Regions from separate parts of the Siniperca chuatsi genome. Here region 2 is linked to region 1. A link is a contact called in public Hi-C data. All regions are on one chromosome and are shown on one strand. Each heading gives the region's core, a stretch centred on a gene start, on an enhancer-like site or on the middle of the called end of the contact. The rest is flanking DNA. Distances are from core to core; before and after follow the strand shown. Region 1 overlaps LOC122881127 (SH2 domain-containing adapter protein F-like). Region 2 holds the start of LOC122881127 (SH2 domain-containing adapter protein F-like).

Region 1 (4,863 bases), core at 1,255-3,754:
ACTTAGGTCTTATATGTCTGTTTTATAGTTATCATTTAGCTCTGAAAAATTCTGAATGGTTACACTAGCTGGTTCTTAATCATGTGTGGTGAATATGGGGCTATTTATGTTTGTTTGTGTGTATGTGTGGTTCTGAACCATATATTCTGGTCTTCGTTTGCACTTTACAGCTATTGATTGTGTACACTGTTTTTTGAGTACTAAATCATGTATTCCACTCAATGCTATTTACAGTGATGTTATTACATTTGCATCCCTTTTAGCTCCAAGGAAAATTAATTTGGCCTGAAAATCTTCCTTAGCAACTTTACATTCCAGTTAATTAAAAGACAGTGTCTTGGGCTACTTTAAAAAAACCAGATTAAATACACAATGGTTAGTACTCAACCAGTCATACAGGCATTTAGTCTCTTTGGTTTGTAGTCAGTCAGAATGCCAGTGTAGCAGGTCGACAGCTCAGCAGTTAGTAAGTTAGGCTTTCTGTCAATCAGTAAGGCAGAAAAAGAAGCAGTCACACAAGCAGATGATCAGTGACTGAGACGGAAAGTTAGACAGGCAGTCAGCTACAGTAGCATGAAGAGAATTGGAGCAGTGGAAAGCATTATGTTTCCCTGCCAAGATATATAAGCCTGCAGCAAGATGAGCTCTGCTGTAATCACAGGCCAATCAATGTCTCTTAGCATATTATAGTTTCATCTCGTCTGGTCGTCATTGGAGTTGTGGAGATTTCTCTAAATGTCATATGACTGAGCCTGCCTTGATATGTAAAATGGACTGTATATAAATGATATGTGAAACGACCATTTGTCAACAAAGATACTAATATTTCAAAGCTGATGGCTCAAGCTAATTTCCCCAAAGTTGACATAGGCAAGTTACAAAATTATGCTTATAGTTGACACTGTTGCTATGGCACCAGGTGCTTACGCATGGTCGTGAAAATCATTAAACCAAACCCACCAAAGGTGCATGTTCATGTCAAAAGAATGGGATGTGACTACACTGCGGGCCTTCAAGCTAAAGTAACTTCCACCAAATGTCAGACTAGACTAAACCAATCAGAGTGGTTCCTTTGATGAAGGGCACCATTAACTGAGTTGCGGACACATCAGCAAATCAAAGAGCCGTCAGTGTCAGAGGGGATACCAGGGGGAGGTGGAGGACAAGGGATGGGCAGGATGTAGGTGGGAGATGGAGGTTTGAAAGGTGAAAATGATTACCATATTGAAAAGGCAGAGTCAGCAGACTATTGGGGAACAGGTATAAAAGGACCTTCATAAGCAAAGTGTTAGATTTGTCCACTATGTGTACTCCACCTGTAAGCATGTGTACCTTCTACACTTCTTTGGCTCTACATGTCTCTGGTGTGTGTGTGTGTGTGTGTGTGTGTGTGTGTGTGTGCACAGACAGTAGGAATGACTGTTGAAAATAATCCTTGGCACTGTGTACAAATCACAGAAAAATATACTTGGCTGTGTTTTACAGACACTTAATTTTCTTAACTCTCTGATACTTTAGCAGGCTAAATCGTATGGAGCATTTTCAATTACTCTTTCACCCAGGTGTCATGTGCACTTGTGTATCTGATCATACTGTTTGTGGCTTGTTATTTAGGGAAAGAGAGTGTTGTCCTTACTTAAGGGAGAGGGAGTAGTCGTTCTTGCTGGTCTCGCTGTTTCTCACCAGGTAGCTGGCCTCCTTACACAGCCTGAGCAGAGACTCTGCATCTGTTCGGCTGATTGCTCCATGGTACCAGCTACAGTGAACAAGAGGAATAGGGATGAGAAAGAAGAAGAACAAAGGAATGGTAAGAATAAGCAGAAAATAGAACAAAGGAAGTGAAAAAACATGAACTTGAGCTCATGAACACAAAATGAACAAAAGGGCCAAAGTGGTGTATTTGAAATAAAATGCAGTCATAATAAAGTGACACCAAGATCCGACTCACAACTGGCTCTCCAGAGGTGTGGTTGGGTCAATACGCTCCCCGAGAGAGCTGCAGTGGTCCAGAGAGGTCATTTTGGTGTTGACCAGACAGCCACTGGAGTGTCGCTGCAGCGGTCGGGTTTTCCCCTCCTTGGTAGGCGACATTCGAGACTTCTCCACACCATCAAACTGGACTGTAATAAAGGAAAATGTAACAGCTGAAACATTTTATTCTGGAAGAATATGGTGGATATTTTAAAACAGTAAGACCATTCACAGCTCTGATAATAATACAACATAGTCCTGTATGTATACTTCAGCTAGACTTCAGGTTAAGATAAGCTACTGTGCTTAATAGGAAGTAGACATTTGAAAAGGTTATGGCGTAAATTGGTGTTAAATGTATCTACTAAACTAGAACAGAGCAATGAGGTGTGTGTGAGAACAGAAATCCAGGTTGTGCTTTTACACACACACACACACACACACACACACACACACACACACACACCATCATCCAACTGAAGGACATGTACACACAGTGGCGGAGGCATAAATCAATCCTTCCACACTGTGTACACATTCCAGTGAGAGAAAATACACACACATACAAACTTCCGCCAAACCACTCAATCAAGCACACTTGGAAAAGTCATATGCACAAATATGCACACTCGTACACGCACACAAATCCCACGCAAAGTACTGCAAGTTAAAAATTAAACTGCCTTTTCAAAACTCTCACGGTCAACTGTGGACATGATAAGCTGTCTTGGCAAACTCACAGGGAAGTGTTTGATCCTGTGTGGGAGCTGGAGGTGACCTGCGCTCATGACATGACTGGGCGAATTCACAGCCAATCAGCACACAGAAAAACATTTGCCGTTATTTGCAAAAGCTAACATGAGGAGAGAAGATAATGCCCACAAGGACAAATGAAAGTGAATTCTCTCTTCTGTCAGAGTGTTATGGAAGCCAAAAGAATGAAACACTGGATGGTGGGGGTTGGAGTAGCGGTGTGGACAACTCTGTGTGGGTGTGTGTACATGTGTGTTTTAGCCATTTTTCCTCCATCATCCATCACTATACAGTAACTGATGTCACAGCACCCTTGGCTTTGGAAAGACCTATTTAGAGCCACTGACACACTTCTCAAGCAATAATGGCAACAGCTATATGACAAGCTTTAGCTGGAGATTGTTGGTGCCTTGGCCAGTCTTGCATCTAGAATTGAATTACCTGAACATGGCAGGCACTGTACAGACAGATAGGCACTATCATCTTCACCAACATGTCAATGGAGATGGGTCTACATCTGTCTAGACTCTGCATTCCAGTCAGAGGGTTGCATTACACTTTACAGATTGTGAGTTTGCCAAGTGTTCCTGTACCAAGCTGAGTGGAAGGGTTGACAGTATCAATCAATCAATTTAGGCTACACGAGACAACACCGTGTCAACAAATTTCGTTGAGCTTGTGGACACCTCTAAGTGGGGCTAAATGGGAAAACATAGCATCTTCCGTAGATACTTTAAATGTGACAATACTAGCTCAATATCAATCAGCTACAACAGTAAAATGCTGCTTACACATTGATGGGCCAGTATTAATAATGTCATATATGACAATGTATCAGCCACAGGGCCCAAATACGTTTACTTTGGATACCTTTCATTTTGCTGATACTTCTGTATTCTTATGTACATTTTGGATGTAAAAGGAGATGCTTGAAATGGAGTCAACTCTTGTAGCAGTACTTTTACTAAAGTAAAGGATCTGAGTACTTCTTCCACCACTGCCTGTGATGGAACATGATCCAACGGCAGGAAATTGAGACACAGTGCTGCTGTTTCAGCTCTGACCACCAGGGGCTCCCCTTCACCTCCACTCAACTCCAGGTTGAACTGGCTGGCCTTGAGCTCACTGATGCGTTTCCCTAAACATAAACTCATGGAAATGTTTATTCCAAATGACAACTACCGTTGTTATCTTGGCCTCTGCACTTTTGTTTGTTATAGGGCTATCGCTGAGTCTTAAAATGACAGCCAAATTGTACTGTTGCATGACGGCTGGGTAAATTGTGGCTCTAACCTCAGACCCGTAGAAGACTGTGAGCTGTAGCTTCACTTCTTCAGGGTCTGATGCTTTGACTACAGGCAGTCAAATGATGCCCCTGTGTTGCATACAAGTCCACATGAAAGACATTATTAGTTCTCTACTTTTTCATACAGTCCATTTGAACCACATGCAGTCAGCATGGGAATACACTAAGTAGGATGAACATACAGTATATGTGTAAGGGTGAGAAATAGCGTTTCCATGGAAACTGACCAAGGGGACAAGGGAGATGCATGTTTGCTCCACTCATCCTGGTCAAGGCTGACAGATCACAACATGAAGACGCAGCCAATTGCTCTCTCTCCCTCCTTTGCTTTCAATTTCTCCTTTCCTGTTTGCATATGTCCGGCCCTTCCTCGTTTTTCTCCCCCTGACCTTTTCTTTTGATCTTTCCATCTCAAACACGCCAGTCCTGTCTCTCTAATTCCCTCTGTTTTTTTCTCTGTGTTTTTATTTGTCAAGGACAGAAAAAGATAGCGGAAAATGGACTGTGGAGGAATGTCTGCTCGTCCAGTGGGAGAAAAAAGGAGAGACAGAGCAGTAAAAGCTTTGATCTGCTATCTCCACTGTTTCTGATGGTCCTAATGCAGGGCTATCAGTCACTGATTATGTCTGATCCTGCATCAAAATTGTTAAAACTACTTACATTATGTGTCCATATACAAACTGGATATGTAAAATGTACTTTGAACATTATATGATTTTTTTTCAGTCCACCAGTGATCTAAACATATGAGGCTATAAAAGGTATCTGCTAGTCTGGCATACGGATGAATGTTGCTATCTTGGTTTTTCCACACAGTCCATCTCCCTGTATCT
Region 2 (4,829 bases), core at 1,003-3,502, 85 kb after region 1:
AGTTTGATGTGCTTCCCACAGTTCCCGATCTTTGTGTTGAAGGCATATGGAAAATATAGATGACAGTAACAGTTGCGCAGTCCTTCCTTCACGCAAGGCTTCTGTGACAGGTTGCAGACACTGTGGAATACAAATAAAAGTGTTGAACTAAAACCAACTGTGAACTCGCCACACGTCACGAGACAGGTGTGAAAGCAAACGCAAGAGGGGGAAGGAAGCAACATGAAGGTGAAATCAAGACGACCACAGAAATCTCGGAACACAGTTGTGACTGAGACGTGATCCGAGGAGGAAACAGTGGTGCACAGTGTGTATTTTCACAGGGCTGTCTCCTCTGTACATGAGCTATGCAGACACTGAAACATTCCTCAGCGGGATCACACTCCTCATACGGTATGTCCTTACTGACACCGAACATCTCCGGTTTCTCCAAATGAACCCGGTGTGTATGGATTCCTGAGAAGCCTGACATGACAGTGTGCTCCAAAGCACAGCCTGCATGCATTCTGCCTGTCTCCACATTCACTTTGTGCTGATGAGTGTGCGACCAGCACCCAGCATTCGCCACAACCTCAAAAGCTAAAAAATCAACAACAAAAGGCATGAGGCTTGTGTTGTTATATTCAGAGGACTGTGCCAAGAGAGGCTCAAATTAGAGCCATATATCCATAAACCCATCCTAAGTAATCCCCCCCAAGGCAACAGGCATCACTGCAAAAAGAACATTCAGAAAATTGATCTGTCTAGTTAAACAAGATTAGATTAAAGTTCAATTAGAGGCACTGTGAATAAGTCTAGATCACATTGTTGCACGTTTCACCCAGCAGAGCAGAGTTTGCCAGCACTTTACAGCAAGTTCACTGTCACAAAGTAAGCAAGAGATCACCATTTGCAGTATTAAAAAGGCACATCTGCTCCGATATTAAGCTGTGTGTCAACACAGCGCATAGACTGTTCCCTCCACAGCACTCCCTGTAGTGCAGGTTAGTTATCAGACAGAGGTGGATGTCGCAACTCATGTGGACAGCCGTTGCGCGGTTGTGATAACAAGTTCTGCCGGTTGTAACGATTCATTCCTTACATGAGGTCAAGTGCTTCATAAAAAGACCGTTTTACATAAAAAGATATGCACCAGTTTTACGTGAAAGCACTGTAATTCTGTTATTTAATTTTGGGGGAAACTAGGTTCAAAGACAGGCTAAAATGTTTAGTAAGCTTCATTAATTTGTTGTTACTTCAGGGTGGTAATTAGGAACGTTCAGCCTATAGGCAAGTAAAGAAGCACTCCAGTTGTTGCCATGTAGCTACTAATGTTTTTACTAAACTTCACCCACCTTCTCCTTGTTGTCGTGGTCCGAGGGAGGTGAAGTGGGAGATTTAACACTCCCTACAGCAACAGCTTGGGTGACTGTGACACCGCCGCCAGGAGCTGGGCTGCTCTTTTCGATTGTTTCCACCTTGATGAGTCGGTGTTTTGGTGACACATACTTGATATCCGGCGACCCCACAGTGTTCAAGCTCGGACCAAAGGAAATATTTCCACCTGGAGTGTACGGGTCCTCGAAGTCCAGCTCCTTTTGTAGTTTGTAAGCAGCGAGGATGTCCGGCTGAGCGGGGCTGGGGAAGGTGGCCCCGGAGCTTGTTTGTTGGTAGCCAGGCGCACCGGGCACACCGGTGTGACAGTGTCTGTAGTCCGGTTTCGGAGGCGCCGGAGGGGGTGCTTTGGTAGTTTTGAATCCTAGGTGCTCCTTGAACCACTTGGCCATGCTGCCAGTGCATCGCTCTCAAGTCAATGAATGTAGTTTAGTTCCACCTTTCCTGCCAGCGGAGCCCGAGTCTGTTCGTCAAAGTGGGATCCTCGGGTCACCCGCGGCCAGCCGACCGGTGTCGGAGCGTGTCGCCAGTCTCGTGCGACTCCGTGTCTCCGGAGATGAGTGCGCGAGCAGGGGGAGCGCGGCCACAGGCACTTTCTGATCTGCCCTGCCGCAACTCTGTCACTCACCGCTCGGCTGCTCTCCACGTCAGGTTTCCAGACTACGCAACATGGGAGCGCTTGTGCGAGAGGAACACACGCCCCCCGCAACCTGCCCTCCCTACCTGAGAACATTCACTGCCACCTACCGGACTTCTGAAACTCCGCTTAGTTTTAAAAACCACAAGCACATAGCCCCCATCTGATGTGCCCCAGGGATACCCGGATGAGGACTTTTGGTGTAATATGCAGAATTATGCAATATATCCGGGCTGCCAGTAGTGGACGAATAAAATGATTACAAGTTTTGTTCTAACATCCTGTCATTTTGCAAGTTTCATAGACCCAGTTGTTGGTCTCTAACTCCACTTTGTGAAACTGTACCACAGAATAATTTATATCCTCAGCTATAGAGCATTGCATTGTTATGTTGCATTTAAAATACCAGTAAAATGATTGATTGGATTAATTTAAAAAAAAAAGTTGTGTAAATGTATTTCCCATTCCTCTCCAGAGTAAATTTTACATTATATTTCCAGGAATTTAGTCTTAACTGTTTGCTTAAAAGCCCTTCAGTTCAACATTTTTTCCACCAATAGGACTCAAGGGTAAAGTGTCCTTTGCTCTGTACACTCATGTCCAGATGGCCACTGCAGACTGTTTTAATTGCAAATTGCATTGCAAATGACCAGTGGAGAGGGATGCTGGAGTCTATATTAACACTGGGCACTGTTCTAGCTAACTCCATTACACCAATCCATGAGTGGAGGAGGTGAATTGTTCAAAGCAGCAATACAAGCAAACATTTCTCTCTAAGGCGTCTTTCAATCTCTTTGAGGCAGAGGGTCAGAGGTTCACATGCTAAACACTAATTGCCTCTGCAATCAGAGGACAGATGAAAAAAATCCCATTTCTCCTCCCAGAGATATACTCCAGCAACAGTCTGCATTAACAGGAGTCATGGTTGCAGCGCAGCAGGTTTTTATGAAGCAATATTTCTTTTTAATAACACCACACACACAGCCTTGAGCAAGTCACAGTGTACAGATCAGAGTTTAACCCTGGCAGGCCCCTGGGAGAGACAACTCCATGCTCTAGAGATCAAAACAAAATCTATTATTGCTGTCCTGAAATCCTGCCATCACTGCACTTTGGCAGAGGGAAATTTGACCTGTGCAATTTCCCTGCACTTTATAGGAATAATTTCACCCCACAGCCAGGACATTAATCTGTTTAACTAGTGCTTCATACATAAAAGCTTTAAAAGAAAAAAACAAGCAAAATGGGTTCAGACGGTCCAGTTTGTGTTGCCAATTCTGGGAAAAACAATCTCTCAGAACAAAAAGAGAAAGGCCTGTTCCAGCTCACACATTACATGGTATATTTTAGGACTGTAATATACATACTTTCTAGGTGTACCCTCAGTGCTGCATTTACACATACACAGGATGTGATATAAATATTACCGGTGCTGCAGGGTAATAGCCTATCTCATGTTGTAGGTATTAGAGGATCTGTGGTGGGCAGGTGTGTCATTCAGGTTACACAGCTTGACTAACATCACAGATCTTTTATTGCATTGCTACAATTGCATTCGCCAATTTCCTCCAGCTGCCATCACTGACATCCTTTAAAATGCAAATCCTGTAATCCAGCACCTCATAGGATACAAATAGTCTCAAGTAGCCTACACAGGCAGATTGCTTGCCAGGAGGAATTCATGTAGAAATGTATAGGATTCGGCTAAAGTTATCACACTTAAAAATGATATGAGAGGAGCTGGTAGTGTATTAGCACAAATTGTCAATACCTCTCTCACAAGATTAAAGAAACATAAGAAAACATTGAGCAATGGCAGGTGGTGAGTGCTGGTTTGAAACAGGATTGTCAGGTACATCAACAGTGTTTCAACAAAACCCAAAGTTGTAGATTTCCACTCTGGTATTTAATGTAGAAAGCCATCAGTTCATCATGCAACCTGTTACCTGCTCTCCCTCCAAGCTGCATGGCCTTAATAAACTATCAACAACTAGTTCTGGTAATTCTGAACAAACTTTCTTTCCATATGTGTGTCAGTGATAGGGATGTTGGCATGTATATAGTAGGGATTTCTTTTTAAAAAGCATGACATTTGCAGAGTTCAGACAAGATGACAGCTTAGGTTTGCTATAGGCGAATGTTAATGCCTTCAACAGTTGCTGCACAGCTCAAACGTATGACATGCTGCGCAAGACGTTTGAGTTTATTTTCCTCTTTACGTCTGTTGGCTCTTGGGTTTCTCAGGTGCTGCTGGATATGACTCCACAGCAGGACCAGGTAGTGCCATGGTGAGGGCTAAGAAATCAGAGAAACAATTTATCAGAATATATCAACCCTATATTTTAGGGAAAGTGGTATAAATGTCCTCTCTATTTCCATTTTAACCCTCTATTTTGTGGTACATGTTATATTACCACATTACTGGTACGTTTTGTCACACCACAATGTGGACAGTTATTGCATGCTCTAAGCTCACAGAGTCTTCATTATTATAATGCCTTGGTCTCTTGCCTCAGCAGTTCAGCCATAACTGCACACCACTTCCTGCAGAATGCTTCTGAATGTCAAAATACTTCAGCATAACAGTATTCATGCGCTGTATAACTGCATTACCACTGTGCCATGCTGGGGTAGAGGTGCCAACTGGAAATTTAACAGCTTTCTTTGTAACATTAAAGTTTTTCTTTTTGAGTTTTAAAACAGACCCTCACACTTTTAATTCCTTAGGCTTTAACTGTGTTAAAGGAAGCAGCTGAAAATAAATTACTGTATGTGAAAAAATTATGTGCAAACGACTGATGCCCTTTGTACAAATCTG

What was found. A called contact is a pair of places that touch in the nucleus more often than the background predicts.
Region 2: a contact with region 1 is called in a Hi-C map of an unstated tissue, with 5 times the contacts expected there. The contact joins the promoter of LOC122881127 here to the enhancer-like site in region 1. A contact is called at or near these places in 2 of 3 Hi-C or Micro-C datasets (skeletal muscle and an unstated tissue).

What each region holds. Positions count from the first base shown.
Region 1 is chrLG1:25,268,242-25,273,104 of ASM2008510v1, forward strand. LOC122881127 (SH2 domain-containing adapter protein F-like) reads right to left here. Exons shown (of 8, transcript XM_044207035.1): 6 at 1,949-2,120; 7 at 1,637-1,756. Among protein-coding and RNA genes, the nearest start is that of LOC122881368, 21 kb to the left of the region's middle. Within about 2 kb of position 2,505, the one cell type or tissue checked has an H3K27ac peak away from gene starts, as active enhancers do.
Region 2 is chrLG1:25,353,651-25,358,479 of ASM2008510v1, forward strand. LOC122881127 (SH2 domain-containing adapter protein F-like) reads right to left here and starts at 2,253. Exons shown (of 8, transcript XM_044207035.1): 1 at 1,335-2,253. The coding sequence starts at 1,766.